Regions from separate parts of the Danio rerio genome. Here region 1 is linked to region 2. Evidence: chromatin contacts called from public HiChIP or PLAC-seq data. All regions are on one chromosome and are shown on one strand. Each heading gives the region's core, a stretch centred on a gene start, on an enhancer-like site or on the middle of the called end of the contact. The rest is flanking DNA. Distances are from core to core; before and after follow the strand shown. Region 1 holds the start of cdk5 (cyclin dependent kinase 5). Region 2 holds the start of cavin4b (caveolae associated protein 4b).

Region 1 (5,347 bases), core at 2,415-4,914, 78 kb after region 2:
AGAAATCTATAAGCAGGTGTGTTTGATTAGAGTTGGAGCTAAACTGTGCAGGACACTGGCCCTCCAGGACCGAGTTTGCCCACCCCGGTCATAAAGCGATGGACATGGTCAGCAACAATACTCAGATAGACTGTGGCTTGACAAGATGCTCAACTGGTACTAATGGGCTCAAAGTGTGCCAAGAAAATATCCCTCACACCATTACACCACCACCATCCTCCTGAGCCGTTGATACAAGGCAGAATAGATGCAGTTGAACAGGTGTACCTAATAAAGTGGCCGATGAATGCATATTACAACCAATGGTGCCACATCTACAATAATATAATATTTACAATATTGGAAATATAATTGTCAGTTCAATGGACATCGTTAGTTCAAACGTACTATTAATAACAACTAAACAAACATACCTTACAATGTTTTTATGCTTCAGTTCTTTCAGGAGGCAAATTTCTCGTAAAGCTGAACTTGGTACGCCCTTTAGCAGAAAGGAGAATTATATTACTTTTATTATAACTACTATTATTATTATTATTGTCATTCCAGCAGCAGCGTCGTCATCTTTACCTCATCATCATCATCCAGTCGGACTCGTTTGAGGGCCACAATTTCGTGCGTTTCTCTGTTTTTAGCCTTGAAAACGGTACCATATGTACCTGAAGACAGAGTACAACAGAATAAAACAAAAAAAGTGCTTTAGTAGATAAATACTGCAAGGCTCAACAATAAGGACATGCCCGGTGGCCCAGGGCCAGCTTGAGAGACACTTGGGACAGTAGACCGGATGTCACTAACATTTAATTTGTCTGCGACTATGTAAATCATGTGCATTTTAATTTTGTGCTTTTAGGTTTTTAAACACTACCTTCTCTGTGATGTCATAAACACCATATTGCTTTCCGGTTCCTCTTATCTGATTGACCATGATATTTTGTTTCTGTAACCTGTTAAAAACCAGTACAGCGAAGAAACGGCAACATGGCGGCAACATCAAATTATAAGGCTAAAAGAAAATGTCTGTTTCTAAAGTCTTGGAAGTAGACATTTACGTGTGACGAACACGACAAAATAAAAATGAAGTGATGTTTTGCACAGTTTGCCGCCAGTTTGACAAGTCGGCCACCTTTTGTTAACATTTTCTGTACTGCTCTTTTTGTTTGCATAACACTTTTATTTACAATTTATTTTAAGTATTAAAATTGTAGATTCACAGACTTTTTTTTTGACACATTATTTAAAACGTGGCAAAAAATAGCTATTAACTTCCCTTTTTTTGGTGGGGCCAGTGAAAATTTTGCCAGGGCAAGTAAAAATCTGAACCACTGGCCCGATCGGACCTGTAGAAAAAATCTATAGCGTTGAACCCTGTACTGCCATTTCAATTTGATGTTAATTATGTAAAAAAAAAACTAAATAATGGCGGTACACGTTACCAATCACATCAAACGCCCCAAACTCTCCTGTAATTTGCACACTGATAAAAACTCATTTAAATTGAGTAGAAATTATGCTAAAGAATTATAAAAATAATTGTAACTTTCAACCTTGTGAACCACATGGTATGTTACCCCTTTCATCAAATATCAGTGCAGACCAATCACTGTCGTTTTATGATTGATTGGTTAGTATTATTCGATTGAATGTGACCCATATTAACTCATATAATTCTATTAGTAACTTTTTATCACACAACTCTCTACAAAATTAAAAATGTCCTTCTAATATGTATATAGATGACAAATATATGATCATAATAATCACCATATTTTACATTTATCGCAGAACAACTGTTAAATAAAAATAAAACAAATGCGTGGTTTAGGGGGATAAAGAACTGTGCAAATTATACATTGACGACCAGGAGGCTCAACTGCTTGTCAGTTGTTAGTTTGTGTAATACACGCTTCAGTAATTTATGTATGCTAATAATAATAATGTTAATATATTATGATTTACCGGTTAGTTTTAAAGCAGAAAGTAATCTAAATATTTTTAGTAGTGCTCTTAAAAAGTGGATAAAAACAAAACAGCAGTGTTTGCACAAATAGTCTATCGTTAGTTAGTTGGATCATGTCGCCTTTGCTTTTTCCTGCAGTAATTTTATGTAAAGAAATGTAATGTTATGTATGTTTTATTATATTTCTATTTTGTCAATTTTAAGCCTCCTGTGGACAGGTGTTGAGAATTAGCAAGTTTGCTAAAACACTTAAACAAATGCATTTGGTTGTCCAGTGTAATTGTGATGTCCATGTCAAATACATAAATAAAAAATATTTTTAATTACATCTAGCTTATTGATAAAATGCATTTAAGCTTTCAGCGTTTTGAGGGATATTTAGTGTATTCTGATCGACAGTATTCTCTGATTAGCTGTTTCAGATGTTACTGAAGGTTAAACTACAAACAATGCATCGAATTTGATTTTATTTTCAGGCTAAATATAGATACAACATCTTTTTTATGAGAAAACAAAGTGTGGTGAACATGATGTCTATTGGTGCTCTAGATCTGCCGCTTTAAGACTTTCTTCTTAAATAGATGCAATTGATTGGCGCAATTATGCATTAACAATGGTTTGAACCATTATAGGGGTGGTCAAATCTATATTTATATTATCTATTATTTTAATTATTAACATTATTATTTAAAATACAGATTAGAGTGAAATATTTCTCAGTGTTAAAGAACTGATCCCCCTATACATCTTGTTTTGACCTTCTTCAGTGGTCAATTAGGGGGGTCTATCTCCCCAAACTTCCCTGTGATTCGCAACCTGATAAAAACTGTCATTTAAATTGTGTAGAAATTATTATAAAGAATTATTAAAATAATTGTAACTTTTAACCTTTTGAACCACGTGGTATATATTACCCTTCTCATCAAATATCAGTGCAGACCAATCACTGTCGTATATGATTGAATGGTTGGTTTTATTTAATTGAAATATTTGACCCATATTTATTCATATATTTCTATTGGTAACTTTTCATTACAGGACTCTTCACAAAAAAAATCTAAATATTGTTTTATGATGTAAATACAACTCAAAAGGAGAAAAGCCTATTTTAAGCCCTCGCGCGCCCCCTAGAGGAAAACACACTTTACGTTTCATCATGGCTACCAGCATTTGCTGGATCAAAGAAAACCCTGTTAATGTTGCTAAAATGAAATATCAATCAACGGGATAACAAATCATCACTTTACCAGCTCTATTTCTCTCAATAACAGCGATAATGTCATTTAGCAGGTGTGAAAGGTGTGCTGATTTATCCGATTCAAAGCCAGCTGCATCAAAATGAGCTCGATCTCCACAGATTAAGACTTTTAGGCTTCAGTACACAAGCACATAAAGGCACAAATGCTTTGCAGATTGACAGACGGTTGACGTCTTATGACAACAAACCTTCGTTATTGTTAGTGGTGTATAAATAAATCTCCAATTTATCGTTAGCTTCAGACATTCAGGCCAGACAGTGCTTTACTCACCCTCTCCTATCTTCTCCAGCTTCTCATACTTTTGCATGGTTTCAGCCAGTTATTAAAACGTCCTGGCTGCTCGTTTTTTCTACGAATTAATAAGCAGGGGTTTAATTGTACCGCTGATTAATGTCGTTTTTTATCAACAAGGGGCGTAGTACGCAACATGAAGAGAGCAGAGCTACAAGATGGCGACCCGCTGAGACGCGCTTCAAAATAAAAGTACCAGATCGGGTTTAGCTGCAGCCAATCATAAACTTCCGGTGAAAGCTTTATATGACTATTTTTAATGCCATACGGTTCCTTTTACAGCATATATGTTGCAATGTCATTAAAATACATTCAGTTAAATAGACTTAAGCTTTCATTTAGTTGTTCAAGTGTAAAACAAGATAAGACTATATAACCGCTAGCACAATCAGGATTAGCAGGTGAGCGCTGAAACTCAATTGAAAAATACTGAGGTAAAATAAACAGTTTTATTTAAAAGACATGGCAGAGGAAAATTGAATTGATTCAGTGCTTCTTGTCTGGTCTGAGACCCACTTTTTATCTCAACCAGGCAGTAAAAAAAAAAAGATTTTTAAAGAAATCAGATAAAAAACGTGGCGATAGTTATAATGGAAAGACAGCTCACTGGAAGCCCTGGGGCTGGCTGGCTGGAAATAAAAGTCTGTGTGCAAATACTTCTGGTCGAAGTATTAACTCCTTTAAAATGTTCTTTTTACTTTCCGATAACACCCAAATTAATTTTTATCTTTTATCATGATGTTATTTTCATAATCATGTCTCTTAAAACAAATGTTACAATAAAGTGTCAACATTTTTGACATTTACTAGCGCGTTTACAACACTGTGTCGCATAAGATCTAACATTGTTAAAATGGTGGTATTCTGTTGTCTAAAAATGTATAATATTTCGAAAAACTAGACAAAAAAATTTAGGAAGAAATGTCAATTAGTAAAAGAATATATGCTAATAAAACGTATCTAACCTATGCTCTTACTCAATGCTACAATAAATTAAATAAGTAAATACTTCAGTATTAAAATATTTAAATCTAAACCTCTAAATAACAAAAAAAAAAGAGAAATGTTAATTAGTAAAAATCGATGCTAAAGCTGATCAAATCTATGCTCTTCTTTATTGTTAATTTAATTTAAATAATTAAACACGTTAGTATAACAATATCAACAGTAATTAAAAAAAGCATTCTAAATAAAATATTTAATATCTCTAATTACTTGTGTGTAATTTAAAAATGGAAATGGTAACCAATGTGAATGCAGAAGAATATATTTAATTTTATTATACCTTAATTTTCAAGGAAAACAAGATTATCAACACAATGATATTAACAGATACATTTTTCAAAATAAAATGTACATTTCATCTCACTAAAATCTTTTCATTTAAAAAAGAAAAGGTTCAAATACTTTCAGTCTGGAGTTTAGGGAAATAAAAACACTATTTAAAAACTGTTTACCAACACTGATTTTACAATGATGATAAAACTAAACACACAGAACTTTCTTTTAAAAAAAATTCAATATGCTACAATATGACAGAGCACCAAATGAATTTCTGTGTTCAAAATAACTTGTAGTGACATATACTAAGTACAGTATTTTATTTATGTCCATTAGATCGTTGTCTCTTTATGAGTTCTGCATACAATCCTCCTTTGCTCAGTAATTCCAGATGTGTTCCAGCCTTTAAAAACACAAAAACAATAAATTAAAAATTCAGCTTTAAAAATCACAGAAATAAATTAAATTTAAACTACTTTCAAATTAGAAAACTGATATTTTATATTGCAATAACATTTCACAATTTTTTTTACCTCTATTTTACTGTGTAATTAGC
Region 2 (5,436 bases), core at 2,085-4,584:
TAATTGGGCTATTTTTATTCTCATTTATTCTCAAAGGCAAAAAGTGTCCCAAAATACCTGAATTTAACCTGAACAACTACATTCAACAAGTGAAAAATGTATTGCAATCTGTATTTTGTAAAATGTTTGTATGTTGAATGAAGATATACCAATTACAATTTCAGATTTATTTTATGAAATTAACCATATGATCATGCGTTATCAGCATAGCAAAAATAAAAAATAAACAGTCACATGCTTTCGTAAAAATTTGGGTTTACAAAAGTTTTTAGTTACAAGTTCTACAAGGACTTGAATGCATTTTGGAACTTGGAATCTGTCATGAACACTCTTACATCTTATGTTGGAAAAATGTAGTCCATTGAAATGTGTTAATCAAATCAAGAAATAAGATGGCAATAACATTTCTGAAACATCAGTATTGAAGTCTTTTGACGTCTTTTTCAATAGATATTTGAGATATGTGTTATTGGCAGTTACTGAGCATGAGTTTGTGAAGTGTTACGAGAGACTACATACTAAATACCATGGCTGTCCAATTAGAAAATAGTATTTTAGAACACATTTTAACAAGCTTACCTACCTATTAAATGTAGAAAGACAACTAAGCATTAATTGGTATGTGGGATATTTGTTGCCTATCATATTTTGTTTTTAATTATTTGGTATATCGCTCATTTAGCAGAAAATAAAATAAATATCACTGTATGATTTTATAAGACATGAAATAGTTCCTGAATGTTTGCGCACAACCCAGCCTGATCTCACGAAGAAACGTAACTATTTTATGTTTTGTCAGTTTAGTGGCTAATTCGTATGAGTTTGAGTTTAGTACGATTTTAAAAAGTTGGCATGGCATCCAACCCCACCCCTAAACCCAGTCGTCATTGGTGGATTAGAAAATCGTACTAAATTGTATGAATGAGATCGTAAGAGTTCATATGAATTAGCCACTAAATTAAAAAGTTACGAATTGCCGTGAGATCATGTTGACACAACCATGATCACAAATGTGATATTGATTCTACACAACATTGCAAGTACAAAAAGTTCCGTTTTACCAGTTTTATATTTTGCCAATGAAGGTATTTTCAAACTACTTTTTAAATAAATTATTTGACAAATTAATTTAAATATAATGATCTATAAATAAAGACAACCATTAGAATGGTTCAACCAAGTGTCTAATTTATTCATGACAGGCCTAAACCAGCCAAAGTAACCAACAAAAACACAACTTCTTTTTTTTTTTTTTTTGGTCAATATCCCACACACCTAGAGCTTAAAAATAGCAGAAATAAAGAGTTATCGATCAGTGGCTTACAATTAACTTCAGTTAATCGATTTACAGGCTTTATTTTAGAATATTTTTTTTATAAAGATTTACATAAAGAAGTACTAGTGTGCCATTGCATAACACATCCATATCATTCACCTATCATAGGCCAGTGTTTAATCACTATGAAGCAAAATAAGTTAATCAAATTACATCTATCACCAGCATTCATGGACTGAAGCCAGTTAAGGTTGAACCACTCTTTCCATGTCCCCGCTTCTGAACAACTTTTTTATATATAAAACAAGTCTATCGCTAACAAACTGCCGCTGTTCGATTGCTGATTAAAGACTCTGTCTGCAGCTTTTTTAACCATCGCTCTGTCGGACACGATAACACTATATTAGGACATGAAGCTTCAGTGCAGCTCTCAGAATAACCCTGAACAAATCTGTCAGCTGTTCTGCTCGGTTCAAGAGATGATCAAACCCATGGGCACTCATTAAAACTGTGATTGTTTCAAAAAAAGAAAACACTAATACGCCTACACTGATTGCTCCAATGCCTTAAAGAAAACACTCCTATATGGGAAATGAAATACACTTTTCCTATAATGATGTAGACCAGTAGCTGACATATTTTAATGTAGTTTTTCCTCTCATAATGGTTGCATTTATACAGATTCAGTCTATAAAAGTAGAGAAACAAAGTAACATCTTATTTGATTGGTGTTTTAATGTCCATTGATCTGCTTTACAATTACACTGGACCTTCAAAATACCCAAAGATTGAATCAAGACGCAGCATAACCAGATTTAGCAACATTCCTGGATGATTTCATAATTTTCTGCACTCAATCCTAATCGCATTTCTTCCATCTAGCCTCATTTAAAACAACAGCAACCCTTCATAGTCCGTTCTCGAAACTCTAAAAAGTGAATATTAATTCGTTTTTACTCCCTCATGGATCACATTACGCACTTTATCTGCGTATTACGCCAGACATCCTGCCACATATCAGATAAAATGGCCGCCAACCTAATCCTCTATTCTCAGCGGGGACTGGCAGAACATTCCTGCTGTATTGCTTTTGGCAGCTGGCCACGTGACCTTCTAGTGTATCGTGATTTGTCTCGGATCATGCAAAACTTTGCGTCCCGAGTCTATATTTGATGACTCATTTTGCTCAAGTTAAAAGTAATTAAAGGTATATACTTATGTGTTTCAAAGAATTAAGGTGCAATCACATTTACCAATTCTTGACCAAGTTTAATTGAGTCATTCCAATGGAAATCCAGTTGCATATTCAGAGCTGACTTGTTTTCAGCTTGTTTTACAGTATTGACCAGCAGAGAGCTGCTTGGTTTGGCTTCTGTGCTCACTAAGTGAGCTTGTTTGCCTCCAAAATGTCACCACACATTTAGGCCTCATTCAGAGATCCAACCTTTAATTGGAACCCAGAATAACCAAGTCCAGAAACACTCATATTCCACTAAAATTGAAGTGATTGTCATTATTTACCTGGTAGATGACGACACGGAACTTGTTCTTATTCAGCAGCTCGACTTGGGTTTCCTCCACCTTCTTGACTCGAACGTTCTGCTTCTCCACCCGCACGCGGACGTCCTTGATGTGGCAGCTGACCTTGCGTGTTTTCTCCAGAAGTTTCTCCACGGTGCCACTGGTCGCCGTGTGCTCCTTCGTCAGCTTGACTACATCTGCTTGGATGGTCTTGACGGTGTTCTCCAGCTCCAGCTGCCTCTCCTCCATCCGCTGCTGGCAGGCCTGAACATTGTCTATGATCCCGGACACCCTCTCCAGCAGAGAGAAGATGTTCATGGCGCTGGGCTCGTCCGCCACACCTGCCAGTCCCAGTTTATCAGCCATGCTTGTCCTTGAAAACCGATGAGGACCCTAGACCAGAACTGCCAAAATCCTTAGGTCCTGCTTCGGTGGGTTTCTCTTTAGGGGTGTTGGGGTGGGACGTTGGATTGTGGGGCCGTGGTGGGCCCTGGGAGATGCTCGGATAGGACAGACTCACCCTCTGACAGGAGCTTCATGGACGTTTTGGAGAATATAGAAGCTCCACCCTTGCTGTTTATCGGGAACGCAAGGTTCAAAGGCCAGACACAGAGGGAACGACTGGAAATAAGGGCAGAGGGGTTGGAAGAGGGCACCACACCAACTCACTGCGTATTCAGTGTATAAATACCCACAGTAAGGTGACACCCTGTCATTTTTAGAAGATGCGTGTGCAGCTGAGATAATGGAAACCCCCTTCAACCACTTTATTTCATTACAAAGAGCTGTTTCCTCGAAGAAAAGCTTATTTTATTAACAACAGTAGGGGAAATAATAGTATTGCTGTGTTCCAATTTATTCTGAAAGTATGCTTTTAAAAAAAAAAAGAGTGTATGCAATGTATGCAAGCTTTGGGATGTACTACTTCCTTATTAATGGACCATTTTGTTGCTTAGTTATGAGCCCGGTCAATCATCTCGACACATCGTTCACATTTCTTTCATATTTAATTTTCTACAATATTGAAGATGCAGCAGCATATTATTCTATTCAAAAGTTTTTCAATCGGAGAAATCTCTGCATAAGTATGCATTCAGAAGTTATTGACTAAACATGTCTTTATAAGCAGGGTGCGAATTACAGGGGGGTTTACGGGGGATTGACCCCCCCTAATTAACTCTTGATCCCCCCTGAAAGACGTCAAAACCAGATGCATGGGGGGGTCAGCTCTCAACAAAGCAAGATATTGTTTTAACTGATTTGTATTTTAAATAATAATGTTAATAATAAAAATAATAGATAATATAAATATACCTTTTACCACCCCTATAGCGGTTCATACCATTGTGAATACAAATTCAGAGTATGTGAGAAAAAAATACTAATTCAACGGTCTGATATACACCATCGTAAAAACACTCTTCAAGTAAAATATGTTTTATGTTTGTATGTAGATATAGCCCAAAAGTAAAGTCAAATTAGACACCTTTTTTGTAGTTCTACAATAATATAATAATAATATTAAGTAATATAAAATAATATATAATCTGAAGTAACCTCTGAAAGAGCTAATCAGACGTTACTGTACCCCCCCTCCATCCAGCAATGTATAATTCGTACCCTGTTGCAGATTAAATATAACATTGAAAATATTAATTCAATATATTCCAGAAAGATCTTAACAGTCATTCTAGCATCTTTACCAAATATTTGCCACATACCTTTGGTTGTACGCCTTCGCCATGTTTGTGGTATGTTTACATTTTTTAACCGTGTGTGGCCGGATTCTGCACTAACAATGTACTCAAGAAGTGAAAGTACACATTTTTAAAATGACTTAATAAGTTACAATTCCTGAGAATATCTACTCAATTACAGTAGTTTGAGTATTTGTAATTAGTTACTTTACACCACTGACTGATTTGGAACATACTAATTCTATTTACTATTTAGGAAGGATAATATGTGAATTAGAACGCTGCATATGATGTTCCTCAAATCTTGGTCAATGCACTATATGCACACCTAGTGTTTTTCAGCCAATGATAAACATCTGATGAAAGGTTTATGACTATTTTCAATTTCATAAGGTTCCTTTTACAACATCGATGTTGTAATAAAATTAAAATACAATAAGTTACATAGACTTAAGCATTCATTTAATTGTTTAAGCGTAAAATGAGATCAATGTAGACACAAGCGCTGTCAGAAGCAGCAGCAAATACTGGGGTATAATACATTTTAATATTTAAGATTGAGAAATGGCATAAAAAATGAAATTAATGCAACCTATTTCATATCGTATATCAATCAGGCAGTGAAGATCACTGATTTTTAAAGAAATGAGACCTTAAACATGGTGATTTTGAAAGACACTGTTCACTGGAAGCGTTTGGGCTCGGCTGACTAAAAATTAAAAGTCTGTGCACATATACCCTATTGACTTTCTAATTTGGTCCAATACCTATAGTTCTTAACCACACTATCTATATTTTTCTGTTTCTTCAAAGAAATAGCAGTTAAATTGTCATAATTGATTAAAAAAGTGTTGCACAAACAATACTAAGATGTTCCACCAATGATGGTCAATTGATTGTGCAATTTTATACCAAAGACTCCAGCTTTACCACAATAGGGTG

Evidence for each region. HiChIP or PLAC-seq counts read pairs in DNA pulled down with a chosen protein or histone mark.
Region 1: a contact with region 2 is called in an H3K4me3 HiChIP or PLAC-seq map of gastrula embryo, with 4 times the contacts expected there. The contact joins the promoter of cdk5 here to the promoter of cavin4b in region 2. A contact is called at or near these places in 2 of 4 datasets of contacts at active chromatin or transcription factors (embryo and gastrula embryo).

The regions. Positions count from the first base shown.
Region 1 is chr24:37,959,000-37,964,346 of GRCz12tu, forward strand. cdk5 (cyclin dependent kinase 5) reads right to left here and starts at 3,665. Exons shown (of 12, transcript NM_131719.2): 1 at 3,490-3,665; 2 at 571-659; 3 at 414-481. The coding sequence starts at 3,526. The region is part of intron 13 of agap3 (ArfGAP with GTPase domain, ankyrin repeat and PH domain 3); the gene reads right to left. It overlaps abcb8 (ATP-binding cassette, sub-family B (MDR/TAP), member 8), which reads right to left. Exons shown (of 16, transcript NM_001017544.1): 16 at 4,763-5,194. The coding sequence ends at 5,111.
Region 2 is chr24:37,881,797-37,887,232 of GRCz12tu, forward strand. It overlaps cavin4b (caveolae associated protein 4b), which reads right to left and starts at 3,335. Exons shown (of 2, transcript NM_001008579.1): 1 at 2,798-3,335. The coding sequence starts at 3,163. The region is part of intron 13 of agap3 (ArfGAP with GTPase domain, ankyrin repeat and PH domain 3); the gene reads right to left.